Regions from separate parts of the Mus musculus genome. Here regions 1 and 2 are each linked to region 3. Evidence: chromatin contacts called from public HiChIP or PLAC-seq data. All regions are on one chromosome and are shown on one strand. The core of a region is the stretch at or near the end of the contact, and the rest is flanking DNA. Distances in the headings are between cores, read along the strand shown. Region 1 overlaps Gm31431 (a long non-coding RNA gene). Region 2 has its middle 13 kb from the start of Gm31431. Region 3 has its middle 9.7 kb from the start of Mir125b-2.

What was found. HiChIP or PLAC-seq counts read pairs in DNA pulled down with a chosen protein or histone mark.
Region 1: an H3K4me3 HiChIP or PLAC-seq map of embryonic basal ganglia shows a contact between it and region 3, with 3 times the contacts expected there. The contact joins two enhancer-like sites. A contact is called at or near these places in 5 of 39 promoter capture datasets (the C10 cell line, the HPC-7 cell line, cranial neural crest and 2 more), 3 of 484 Hi-C or Micro-C datasets (all in uterus) and 7 of 115 datasets of contacts at active chromatin or transcription factors (craniofacial prominence, embryonic basal ganglia, embryonic forebrain and 4 more).
Region 2: an H3K4me3 HiChIP or PLAC-seq map of embryonic basal ganglia shows a contact between it and region 3, with 5 times the contacts expected there. The contact joins two enhancer-like sites. A contact is called at or near these places in 3 of 39 promoter capture datasets (cranial neural crest, hippocampal neurons and maxillary cranial neural crest), 2 of 484 Hi-C or Micro-C datasets (cerebral cortex and forebrain) and 7 of 115 datasets of contacts at active chromatin or transcription factors (embryonic basal ganglia, embryonic forebrain, embryonic hindbrain and 4 more).

What each region holds. Positions count from the first base shown.
Region 1 is chr16:78,054,021-78,058,451 of GRCm38.p6, reverse strand. All of the region lies in intron 2 of Gm31431 (a long non-coding RNA gene), which reads left to right. Among named protein-coding and RNA genes, the nearest start is that of Gm31431, 33 kb to the left of the region's middle. Within about 2 kb of position 1,836, at least 9 of the 459 cell types and tissues checked have an H3K27ac peak or open chromatin away from gene starts, as enhancers often do.
Region 2 is chr16:78,100,423-78,105,039 of GRCm38.p6, reverse strand. No RefSeq gene overlaps it. Among named protein-coding and RNA genes, the nearest start is that of Gm31431, 13 kb to the right of the region's middle. Within about 2 kb of position 3,194, at least 42 of the 459 cell types and tissues checked have an H3K27ac peak or open chromatin away from gene starts, as enhancers often do. A contact at or near this core is called in embryonic basal ganglia and stem cell-derived neural progenitor cells, where this site is marked.
Region 3 is chr16:77,634,432-77,638,790 of GRCm38.p6, reverse strand. No RefSeq gene overlaps it. Among named protein-coding and RNA genes, the nearest start is that of Mir125b-2, 9.7 kb to the left of the region's middle. Within about 2 kb of position 2,115, at least 45 of the 459 cell types and tissues checked have an H3K27ac peak or open chromatin away from gene starts, as enhancers often do. A contact at or near this core is called in embryonic basal ganglia and stem cell-derived neural progenitor cells, where this site is marked.

The sequences.
Region 1 (4,431 bases), core at 587-3,086, 420 kb before region 3:
TAATTTTTTTGGTTTATCAGTGGAAATCTCACAAAAATAACTGCTGAAAGAAGAAACTTAGGAAAAATTTCAGTTCTCTTTGCGTTGGCTGCTTTTGTATTCTAGTGAGCAGGTCACTCTGTGAGGTGATGCTAGCGGCTTGTTATTTATTGTGTTCTTTCTATTTGATCCTCACAAATGGTTTCTTTAAGCATTTACTGCACAGGGTTGGTAAAGCTGGAGTAGAGATGCAGGAGAGAAGTTAAAGGTGCTGGTATCCCTGAGACAGCTGTCCCTGTTGGCCTTTGGGGCACCTTTGAGTATTTACTGGGGTCTAGAAGAACCTCGTCTGGTTGGAAATATAAAGCAGCAAGCTTCCCTCTGAGAAGTAAATCCATACATCTTCTTGACTGCCAGCATTTAGAAACAGCCACACTGAGACCACGGTGACCTGGTCTCAGCTTTTGGGAGTTTACAATTTCTATCAAAACAATGTTCATTTTAACACTCCCTGCAAAATGGTTGTGCTATCATATTTTCATGGGGGGGGGAACATCTGTTGGAGCCAGTTTTAACACATTATCTATAATTAAGGACACAAAAGATTTATTCAAGGTCTTTTATAGAGGGTTCAGTATGCTGCACATACCTGCTTCTCTTTTTAACACAAGAAAGGGTAATTTATAGCTTGGAAACCTGGGACTGAAGGTTATAGCATCCAGTTACCAGGAGGGGTAGAGCCCTAAGTTCATATGTAGAGAAAGGGTAAACAATCTAGAGTTTTCAGTCCAAGCAGAACAAAGCAAGCTTTGAGACTCGTGAGTCAAGGCAGACATTTAGAACTATGATGTCTTCGAGAAAAGACAGGAAGAATGCAATTGAATTCCTCTACGGTTTGGATTTTAATGCAACCAAATTCCAAACCAATTATCTCTTGTTCAAACCAATCAGCTGGTAGGTGTGCAGGGCCTTGATGGAATTTGTAAAGCCTGGTCCAAAATGAAACCATGAGGCCCCCTTGTTCCAAAACCAGGAGGAATATTCTGTGAACAGTGCTAACATAGAAAAGAAACCCAATGCTTTTCTGTTTTCCATTAACTTATCATAGTCTATCTATTTATTATAATCTTACATAGAAATAGTAAAGTTTTAAAACATTAGTATGAATTTTAGAAGTCATTTTTATTTCACACTATGACCCTATTATTCCAAACTCATTATAACTTAATCCTTATGTAAGATCACTAAATTTCGAGAGTTTGTGCGTTGAAGCTCATACATGCTTATGTGTCTTGTTCAGAGCAATGAAGGGGAGCCTTCCTCCAAACGACATAACCCTTTTAAAATTGTGATGTGCTGTTTCCAGCTGACTGGTTAGTCAGGTGCCCCTGGAAGGAGAAATACTTTGCAGTTTCTTTGTTTTTTCTTTCCTTCCATGCTTCCTAACCACGGTGGCTAACATGGAAAAGTGACTTATGTGACTGAGGAGTGGTCACAGGCTTGTCGCCCCATTTCTGATCCTGAGAACACCATCGACTCCTTTCTGTTTGGGAGACAAGTTCTGATTCAAATGGAGACTGAGGGGCCCTCAGCCCTGAGCTTTCCCTCTTAGTTGTAACACCAATACGCCATCTTGTAGAAAGAAACACAATCTAAACCGTGCTTAGCTAAGCAATGACTTTTATTACTGTGTTTGTTCATAGACTTCATTCACCTTGACTGACTATGTCAGCTGATACTTCTCATCGAGAACTTGTTCACACCATCCGTTTTTCCTCCGTTTAGCACTACGTGTCTGGTTTAGAATGCTGCTGATTCTCATTCTGGCTCACTATTGGTCAAAAAAAAAAAGCCTATCCAATGAGAGCAGACAATACTGGGGGGGGGCAGCTTGCAAACACGTGACACTTTCTGCCGCCCCCCCCCCATACCCCAACCTTCTTGTTTCTCCTCTTTTGTCTGAGCATCTTTCTCCTTAGCTGTACTTAGGATTTTCCAACCTAATTTAAGGATACTGGCACACCCTAGAGTGTGGGGGACACTTTAGCAATGAGGCTACATAGGTTAGGGTAAAGCTTCATTTTCTCAATATTTTCATTATTTTAAGATTTTAATTTTTCCCATGCCAAAGATTGAACCAAGGACATCATGCACATTAGGCCAATTCTCAACATTGATCTACATTGCCAGCCACCAAGGTTTTTTTTTTTTCTTTTCTTTTCTTGTTTTCAGTTGACTTGCTGTGGTAGACTGAAGGATGGTTTATTTAGTAATTCTTGGAATCTGAGGCAAAGCAGGTCTGGTTCTCACCGTTTACTGCCTCAGCTGACGAGCTCAAAGGAGCTTGCCTGGAATGAAAAAAAATTAGTTTGCAAAGAATTACTTGGGAGCATGAGCCTAATTAAATATTAAAACACAACAATTTAGTTAACAGTTATTAAAGGATCAATTTGTGTTGTGATCCAATTGAGTGTTAAAGAGATGAAATGTATATTAGAAGTAAGTCTGAGTACGTAGAAAACATTACCAAGGATGAGGGGAAGATTAAAGATCAGCAGGAGGAAAAGAAAAGAAAAGAAAAAAAAAAGGTTTTGCCCTGTAATTCTGTATCAACCTCGTGAAGTTGCTGAAGTTTTATAATAGCTGCTAACCTCATAAAATCAATCTAGTGCATTCTTTCCTGGTTACACAGGACAGACACTGCATGGGAGCGTTTTCAAGATGAGCCATGGTGCTTCTCTTTTACTGCAATTTGAATTCACGGTTTCACTTGTCTTTCCAGCTTGTAGATGGCAGATAGTGGGACCCTAAGCCTCTAACTGCAGAGGTAAGTTCTGATGAAACGTGTCTATGAGCACGTCCTACTGATTCCACTTCTCTGGATAACTGACTAAACAGATATTATTAAATACTCACAAAATTAATCGTGATGGAAATAAAAGTATCATTTTGATAATGGATCGTCCCCATAGATAGACCTGGGTTCTCGTGGTATTCTTTTATGCCTACCTGCCTGTTCTTATCCCAGAATCACCACTGGGTGCCCAAACCTCATAGGTATATCCTTGTACAATCTCAATTTAAAACACTAAAAGGTTTTACAATCCTGAATTCTACTAGATGAGTTTTGCCTCATTTGTTTTCTCATAAATAGCACTTAATGCCCTTCCCAATGGCATTGTTTGGTCAGTGGAAATATTTGCACACTCAAGAACATTTTCTTTGAAGGAGCAGAGTCCTGGAACATCTGCAATGTGTTTTGAATTGATTAGTGCTAACGTGATCAGCATTAACCTCTGTCTGAGGCTACTAAAGTTCTCTCATTTGAAGTAAAGGTCTGTGATTTAATAAAGGATCCAAGGGAAGAAATCTGAATTGAGTTATTGAATTTGTTAATACATCTGTGGCAGAGAGCAAGCAAATCTTATAAAAATATCAACCGTTCTCTGTTGATGGCGAGCCATCTTGCTAATCCATCATGAGACACAATGCGTTTGTGTCTTAGGAACCTTCATCTTCTGAAGCTGACGTTCATTGTATTCTGCATGGTTGTTTATTTCCAATGCATTTTCAAATATTATACTTTGTTAGAGGTGGAAGGCCGTTCTTATTTATTTATTTATTTATTTATTTAATTTTTAATTAGGTATTTTCCTCTTTTACATTTTCAATGCTATCCCAAAAGTCCGCCATACCCACCCCCCCAATCCCCTACCCACCCACTCCCCCTTTTTGGCGCTGGGGTTCCCCTGTACTGGGGCATATACAGTTTGCGTGTCCAATGGTCCTCTCTTTGCAGTGATGGCCGACTAGGCCATCTTTTGATACATATGCAGCTAGAGTCAAGAGCTCCGGGGTATTGGTTTGTTCATAATGTTGTTCCACCTATAGGGTTGCAGTTCCCTTTAGCTCCTTGGGTAATTTCTCTAGCTCCTCCATTGGGGGCCGTGTGACCCATCCAATAGCTGACTGTGATCATCCACTTCTGTGTTTGCTAGGCCCCGGCATAGTCTCAAAAGAGACAGCTATATCTGGGTCCTTTCAGCAAAATCTTGCTAGTGTATGCAATGGTGTCAGCGTTTGGAAGCTGATTATGGGATGGATCCCTGCATATGGCAATCACTAGATGGTCCATCCTTTCGTCACAGCTCCAAATTTTGTCTCTGTAACTCCTTCAATGGGTGTTTTGTTCCCAATTCTAAGAAGGGGCAAAGTGTCCACACTTTGGTCTTCGTTCTTCTTGAATTTCATGCGTTTAGCAAATTGTATCTTATATCTTGGGTATCCTAAGTTTCTGGGCTAATATCCACTTATCAGTGAGTATATATTGTGCGAGTTCCTTTGTGTTTGGGTTACCTCACTCAGGATGATGCCCTCCAGGTCCATCCATTTGCCTAGGAATCCTTTTTGTGAACATAAAAAAAACTGAAGGTTGGCAAGGTTAGCTGAAAG
Region 2 (4,617 bases), core at 1,945-4,444, 470 kb before region 3:
GGATGCTTTTGCCCGGCAACATCCCTCTGCTCAGCTGCATCACTAATTTCCAAAACTTATTTATTAGATATAGAAACTCACACAGAAGGTCACTTTGTTCAAAAGCAGCCTTTCTTCCTTTCTAATCTAGACAGCTTTTATTCTTTCTTCTTACCTAATTGGCATAGAGGCCAGACAAGCCACTACAAGTCTGAGTCGAAGAATTTGATGTTCTGGCTAGGTTTTGTGAACTTGACCCAAACCTGGAATCTGGGATGAGGAAACACTAACTGAAGGATTGTTTGGCCGCATGGTTCTTAGGCCTTTGGAACTGATTTTGGGAAGGGTTGGAGATTTATGCTAGAGATTTGTCCCATATTCTTCCAAACCTTGCTTATTGGAGAATTCTAGTGGGATGCTGGAAGAGAAAAATTGTGGTAGAAAAATGAACAGCAAAGATTGTACACATGAGGTTTGAGATGGGATGACTCCAGAAAGAATAGGATCTAATTTAATTCACTTGACATTCTGGAAAAGGCTTTGTGTTCATCTTGCTGTTTCCTCAATGTTTAATGAGGTTAAATTTAGTTGATTTAGTGGGGGAAGTTTCATAATTACATAATATTCAGGGTGTTGCATGGTTACTGTTGGTTGGGATTGGCTAGGTTTACAGTGAGAATCACCCACCCACACCCACACCCACACACACAAAGCACAAAAGTGTAAAAAATATTCAGTTTGTACAAGAAAGGAACAGGAGTGCATGGAAAGTGTTTGACAGAGATTATAACTGCTGTATGGGTTAGTGACAAGAAAGAAAAGTCAAATGGTTTGCATGGACAATGGTAGGACATTAGAAAAGTAGACAGAATAATAAATAATAATGATGGTTATAATTAATAATAATAGTAATAACAATAACAGAAGAAAAGAGGAAGAGAAAAAATAAATCAGAATAGGACAAAACAAACAAGCAAACAAAAGAAAAAAAGCCAAAGAAAAATAGTAAGAAGCACATGTATACATAGAAATACAGCCATTCATACCCATAGCAATCCTATAAAAACACAAAACCAGAAACCATAATATATACACAAAGGAAAATGATATGTGTGATATCTACTTTTGGTTGTCAATTTGACTACACATAGAAGCTAAGAGGCTAGGTACACCCATAAGGGATTTTCCTTAATTGAAAGTGTTTGACCTGGGAAGATTTACAGTTACTCTGGATCTTCCGAGATGGGGCCATTCTTGTTCTGGCAGTTTATGTAAAGGACACCGAAGAGGGAAGCTGGCTTTCTCTTTGCCTGCTTGTTCTCATTCTGGCTGACAAATCAATTTCTTCACTGTCATTAGAGCCCATGTCTTCAGGATTCCCGCAAATACTCAAGACCAACTGAGACACGCAGACTCATGACAGAGAGAAGGACAGTGTGTAGTTTCGGGTGGATGGGAAAAGGGGGGAGGATCTGGTAGGAACTGGGGGAGGCGGAAAAATCATATGATTTTCTTCTCATATAAAAATCTATTTCCAATAAAAAGATTCAAAAAATGTAGATATAACTTGGAATTAAGTAGTTTGTAGTTCTTTAAAACATTAGTCTGGTATTATCTGAATTACCCCCCCCCCCCTTTTACTTCAGTCAGTAGTTTAGCTCTGTTTTTTGTTTTTTTTTTTAATAGGAAAAATATACTAAAACCTAGAAAGTTTCAAATGCAAACTTGAGGGGCTGCAGAGATGTCCCAAAGGCTAGGAGCACTTGCTGTTCTTGCACCACTGTGGGTGGCTCACATCTTTGTCTTCCATTCCAAGGACTCCAATGTCCTCTTCTGGGCTCCACCTTCACACAGTTGTGTATACACATACAAAACAAACAGACAAAATAAAACAAATCTTCAAATGTGAATTTGAAATGTTTCCTTTATTTCTTTGAATATCATTTCTGCTGGAGTTTTTTTTTTTAATTTTAAAAGTATGGTTTATCTAATTATTTTAACCCAGGTCACATATTTGCATTATTACAGTGTGGTACTGCTTATCTTTTTCAGTACCATTCTGATCACAGTTTATAGCATTAGGGTTTTCAGAGGGAGCTGCCCAACAGTGGAGACTGGTTACACAGTCTTCCATGTCTAATATCCATTTCCTTGCTTGTAGCCCACCTGACATAGTTTGATTCAAGAATGATTTCAACAGCTAAGAGATTAGAATAGTGGGAACTTGAGACCCTTAAAAATTGAATCAGTTTGAGTTTAATTTTACAAGTTTGATTTTTGCATGAAGTGTTTAAACCTTCCTTTGATGAAGTTCTTCATTAGAAATTTCTAGGCCTGCATTGATGAGCCTAAGTAGATTTAGAACCTTTTCTAATGGCAGCAATTTGGGTTATTTTCACTGAAGTGACACTACATCATTGTTACCTTTGTGGGTATTTTTATTAACTTTTGCCAGGTACCAAAAGATACATCCCCTTCAATAATTGTGATAATGTATTCGAACTACGCAGGTGACTTTCCCTCTCTAATCCTCCCTCTAATTCAGAGGATTTAAATCTCTTTTGTTAAGTTATTATTGGGAGAAATAACTCCTGCATTCTTTGTGAACCTACTTATAGAAAAAAGGAGATTTTATTTCTCCTTTTAATTAAAAAGAAATACAACTGGTCTTTCAGAATGAACCCGAACCTAATTTAATGTTATAATAAAGAGGAGGTGCCGTGGAGAGAGATTTTGATGTTCCTAAATTTATACTGAGATACAAAAAGCAAATCCGATCTGTCCTGAGCCTGCATTTAATGAAATGTTGTGAGGGCAAGAGAGAGTAGAGAATCTGAACAAAGAGAATACATGTCGGGTGGAGTAGTTTCTTTAGAATGACGAGTTTGTTGGCTCAGCTAGCAGGAGGGGTCAAGCCGTAAACTGAAATAAAGGGACATTATAACTGGTAAGAAGCACAGCTTATACAAGGGTGCACTTTTAAGTTTGGGAGAAATAGTTGTTGCTCTGGCTGGAAAGTTTCTGTTCCCTTCTTTTTTACTAAACCAGGGAAACTGTATTGACATGCACCCAGATGGACGCTTTGCAGCCTTTCAAAGTGACTCTCCCTAACACTGCAAATTCTTGGCCACTTTCCAGTCTAAGGAGAGGTTAGCCAAAGACTAAAGATTTACTCGGACCACCCAAACGATGAGACTCCACCTTTCTTCTGGATCTCAGCCACCCGGGTACAAATAGAGAAAACTCAGGGGGCCAGGGGTAGGGGTGGGGACGACGGACGATGTGGAAGACAGATGGCAGGGAGAAAGAAGAAAGAGACAGAAAAGAAAACGCAACTTTTAATCAGAGGAAATTAAATTCTCCTTGCTTTCTTTCTGTTGCCCTGGAGTATTAAAGATACAAACCAGCTACATCAATCACTCCTCAACATAGACCTTTTTGTTTGCTGCTCTGAGCCAGAAGCACACATTGTGATTTTTTTTCTGTACACTGCAATGGTCATTATTGTGTGTGTGTGTGTGTGTTTTTTTTTTTTTTTTCTTAAATTTCAGACGAAAGCCTTTACATCCTAGCTCTGATTCTGGACAGTGACATTTTGCGTGGTGGGGAATGATAAAAATCTGTTCTTTGGCATCTTAAAGTTTTATGGAAGATTCTCACTTATTTTATTAGAGCTTTCGTGTTTGGAGACGTTTGGAGCTTGAGTTGAGTTCTAACTGTTCTGAGAGGTTTACAGACTTCCTCGGGCATTTCTGACCAGGATTCATGGACACTGTGATTTCTGCTATCAGTAAATATTTTTTAAATCATTGTTTTTATTGTATAGATTTACAGGGTAGAGTGCAACAATTTGATAGATGCATATGTTATATAATGATCAAATCGATGGTTAATCTTTCCATCTCTTTAAGCATTAATAAATTGAGAAAGAACATGTAGTAGTTGTCCATTCTCTATTGTTCCTGTTCAGGGTGTATGACCCTGAGGTAGGAGACTGTAGCACAGTCCAGCTCTGGTGGCACATCTCCTTATTTTCCACCTCTTGGAGGGGCAACATCAGCACTTTGTCTCCTGAGGGTAATTTGGGGCTTAGGTACTTTAGGGTCAAAAGAAATATTAAGAAAGCAGGCTTAAGCCAGAATTTGGCTTAACTGATTCAAGGCTAGTCTGACCTTCAAGTGACCTGCCAGGGGAAAGCATGGATCTACCATCTCATGTGTAAACATGATAGGTTCTGCAGATGCTTAGAACTATGGGATGAATGACCCATGTAGGGATGCTCCAAAGTTTTATCAGCCTGTCAATCAATCAGGATAAGGATCTATCCTCTTTCTTACCCTGTGGAGGGGCTGCTCTAGCTCTAACTCATACAAAGAGCTTGGAAAAGAACTCTCAGATCTAAACTTGAGTTGGCTGAGTCTGTGGACTGCAGCCCCTTTTACTCCGTCTGTCCACAGATCTATACTTTTATTATTGATCCTTGGGTATCTATTCCAATTCATTGAGACAAGGAACCTGATATGACACAATGGGACTCTCCAAGATCCTCCCGGACAACAGATCACTCCTCCAACGTTTCTTTCAAAGTTAGATGAGGATGGATCAGAGATGAGGAATAGTCCCAAGTTTTGTGTAGCA
Region 3 (4,359 bases), core at 866-3,365:
TGGCATTGTGAGCATCATTTAAATATGTGTGAACAGGGGAGGGTCAAGTGTGGCTGTGCTCTTAGGCATTCATCCCATCGCATCCAATCAGCTGTATTGATTTTGTTGAGGGTTAGCGGGGCATACCTTCATTGATCAAGAAAAGAACCTGACACAGCGAAGTGTCTGCTGTTTCAAGATAAATCAATCCTACCTTTGTTTCCTCCTCTTGGCTACATTATGGATACTTAGAATAAGTTTTTAATTTTCTTTCTTTGTCTCCCTGTCTCTGACTCTGTCTGTCTGTTGCTGTCTCTGTCTCTCTCTTTCTGTTACATATACACAGTGGGGGTATGACCATAAAAGAAAAAATAGATAAAGTGTTATTTACTATATATATTTTCCAGGAAAATATGATGCATTTCTGTTTCTTCACCACACACAGCTGCTATGAACGCTATGTGACTTTTGATCAGGGACTTGGACCCATTTTCAAGTTCATTGAAAATCTTAGCCCTTCCTCAAGATTTTATAAAGAACTACACACACACACACACACACACACACACACACATACACACACACATGTACACACATACACACACAAACACACACATACATGTACACACACACACACAAACACACAAATTGGTTGAACTGAAAAGATGGATCAAAGGATAAAAACGCTTGTTACCAACCAGAATGACTTGAGCATTATTCTTGCGACCCATCGGGCTGAAGGAGAAGAGCTAGTTCCCTAACTTGTCAGGTGACTACCACATGTGACCGTTGTCATCTGACTACCACATGTATACTGTGACCTTTCTAGATACCCTACCACACACACAGAGGCATTCAATGAGTATAATAAAAATTGTTTTTTTAAGAATGTTGGATTAATCCTAAAAGTTGGTGCCACCTGGGAAGTTAAAATTAAAAATGCCACTGTGGTTTTTTTTTCTCCATATATCTGATTAAGTTATAAACAAGTCGTTGGTTCTGACAAGTTGTTTTTAAATTAAATGGATTGACTCAACTACATTGGAAAAAAATCTACAAGCAAACATCTACTCATAATATATTAGCTGCTTCAGCAAGGTATGTTTGCATGAATTATCTGCATTTTGCTTTTTGGCAAACCTAAATTTTAAGCCAACTGTGATGTGGCCCAGGCCTATTAGCCCAACTATTTTGTAGACTGAGCAGACATTTAAAAGGCCAACCTGAGCTACAAAGGGAATTCTGGGCCAACCTAAACAACTTAGCAAGACCCTGTGTGAAGAGAAATACAGAGAAAGAATTGAGAAAATAACATAATTTGCCAACCACACCCCTATAAACACTGTAAACTTTCCTGAGATGACAAAGAGTATTCACAAATTCAAAACTCTCATAGAAATACTTGATTATACTTTCTTAGAAATCACTTCTTTCCTTCCTTCTTTCTTCTTTTTTCTTCCTTCCTGTCTTTCTTCCTTTCTTTCTTCCTTCCTTCCTTTCTTTCTTTCTTCCTTTCTTTCTTTCTTTCTTTCTTTCTTTCTTTCTTTCTTTCTTTCTTTCCCTCTTTCTTTCTTTCTTTCCCTCTTTCTCTTTCTTTCTTTCTTTCTTTCTTTCTTTCTTTCTTTCTTTCTTTCTTGTCGATGTGCAATGAGCTCATAAGAAGTGAATATCTTAATTAGAAATTAGATTCAGATCCCATGCTACTGTAGAACTTGAGTTAAAGAGAAAGCATATTCCTATTCCCCCCCATGCCTGACAAAGACACATTTAAAGTACATATTAAACAAAGGAAACTGCTTTTCATCACTAAACGCTGTATGCAGTACCACAGAAAATGTAATGCTCCTTTTAAATGCTAGACCTTTAAAACATTCGGTGGGTGACAGCATTAGAAAAAAAAGATACAGTTTCTCCAGTAAAGAATTCAAGCTGAATATGCAGCATTTCTAAGGAGCATTGAATAAGTCTATTTGTCCAGCTTTACTTTGCAAAGGCTGCGGAGAAAACAGCACCATAAACAGTTTCAGTCCCCACACAAGGGCTAAACAAAGAGTCCTCTTTCTAGCCATCTAATCGGGTAATGTATTTTTTCAACCATCACATAAATCGAAACACAGCTGTAACCAATGACTTGCAGATCCAGTTCCCAGCCAGCTGGAATCATTTCTGCTGAAGCAGCAAGATTTTTACATTGTTCACGTCTGTACATCTGGAGAAATCATTGAGGTTCAAAGGTGACCAGAAAAGCTCTTTAAATAAATTCAGCCAACGGGGAGGATTTGCTGAAGGATCTACAAATTCTACATTCGCTTCTACAGAGTGTTTGGGTCATGAAATTAATGCTTATAAAGGCTATTGTCATCTTTGTCAATATAGACCTTAAGAGTCTCTAATTGGATTAAGCAGTTAAACATCCATTTCTTTCAAGCGACTTGCTTAGCTTTTCTCAAAACTTTTTACTTCCTGTGACATACTGCTATTTGAAGAGTTATATTAAAATACCAAGTTAAGTGCAGAAGCATCGCCAATAAATCCTGCAAAGAAACCAGACACAATACCAGAAACTGTCCTACTAATATCTCAAGGCTAATTGTGTTTAACTATCAGTCTCTGTTTAGGTAAAACAAATGAGAAATTCTATATGAAATAAAATAGGGATGGACTATCTCCATCAAACTAGGCAGGTAAATCCCTGCAGGAGCCAGAGTCCAGGAAGAAACAAATAGTGGATTACAAGTGTTCCACATGGGCTCTTGGAAGGAAGCAACTCTGGCACAAAGAGAAACTCAAAAACAAGAGCCATTGGTGTTTTATCTTAGAAGTGCATAACTGCACACAGCTAGCACTTGCTTCCTAAAACACACACACACAAAACAAACACACACACACACACACACACACACACACACACACACCAGTCAGTCCTTTGAAGAAAGAGCCTGCCACAAAGACTGGATAAATGTAAAAGCCAATTAAATCCCAGAAGAGAAAATATATCCATGTTAAAATTATGATCAGAAGATCAATTTCATGACCAATTTTCCTCACAGGAATGCACGCATCATGTGGGCCTGCAGACATATAGCTCAGTGATATGGTTTCTGGTTAGCAGTCATGGGGTCCTCAGTTATAGATCCAATATCCCAAAACACAACAACAAAAAACCAAGCATTTATGCAACTTGGAAAAATAAAAGTGTGTTCCTCACAGAATTCTCAAGCTTGTTTCTATTGTACTAAAAAATATACAAAGAAATCACAAATATATGTCACTTTCTCCTTTGGATAAAATATGTATCCAAGTTACTTTCATTGTTTAACTATCTTACTGAATAGTGTGTCCATTTTCATTTATTCTGATCAAGTTAGTAACTTTTTTCTTTACATTTTATTGGATATTTTCTTTATTTACATTTCAAATGTTATCCCCCTTCCCCCTGCTTCTATGAGAGTGTTTTCCCACTCCTGCCTCCCCACCCTGGCAATCCCCTACAATGGGGAATTGAACCTTCATATGACCAAGGGTTTCTCCTCCCATTGATGCCCAATAAGGTCATCCTTTGCTACATATACGGCTAGAGCCATGGGTCCCTCCATGTGTACTCTTTGGTTGGTGGTTTAGTCCCTGCAAACTCTGGGGGTTCTGGTTGGTTGATATTGTTGCTCTTCCTATGGGGTTGCAATTCCCTTCAACTCCTTCAGTCCTTTCTCTAACTCCTCTATTGGGGACCCAGAGCTCAGTCCAATGCTTGACTTCGAGAATCCACCTCTGTATTTGTGAGGCTCTGGCAGAGCCCCTCAGGAGATAGCTATTTTGAACTGCATTTCTAACTGAAAGAATTAAGCAAAAACTTAATTGATATGGAACAAATGACAATCACTGAGTGAGGAGAAATCCCTGTTCTATGGTGAATTTTTGCAAGCGAGTTCTAGGTTCTTTCAGCTATTAAACATCATTAATTCTCAGGCTTGTGTGTGCAGGTACCATAATGATAGAGGTTGGCATAGTTAGAGACATTATTTAATAAATAATGAAGTCCTCAATTTGATGAGGTAACCTTTAAGTGTTTCAGGGCCCTGTAAATCTTCACCCCACCCCAAGCAGGAGCTATGCATCCCTGTCTATCACTGGACACATCTGCTGTGTGATATGATGGAGGGCACATGAACTCACTGCTTCTCATCCTAGACTATAGCTCGGTGAGTCTTAAATCATGTTTCAAGCTCAAGGATAAAAAATTGTTTCAAAATTCTATGAGAACCTAAGGTGTTCATTACAGCACGTGCATTGTAAAGGTTACCTTGGACAACCTCACTCTGCCATTGGTTTCTCAACACAGAACTTACACTCTTTGCTGTCATCCCAGACAACATTGATGTA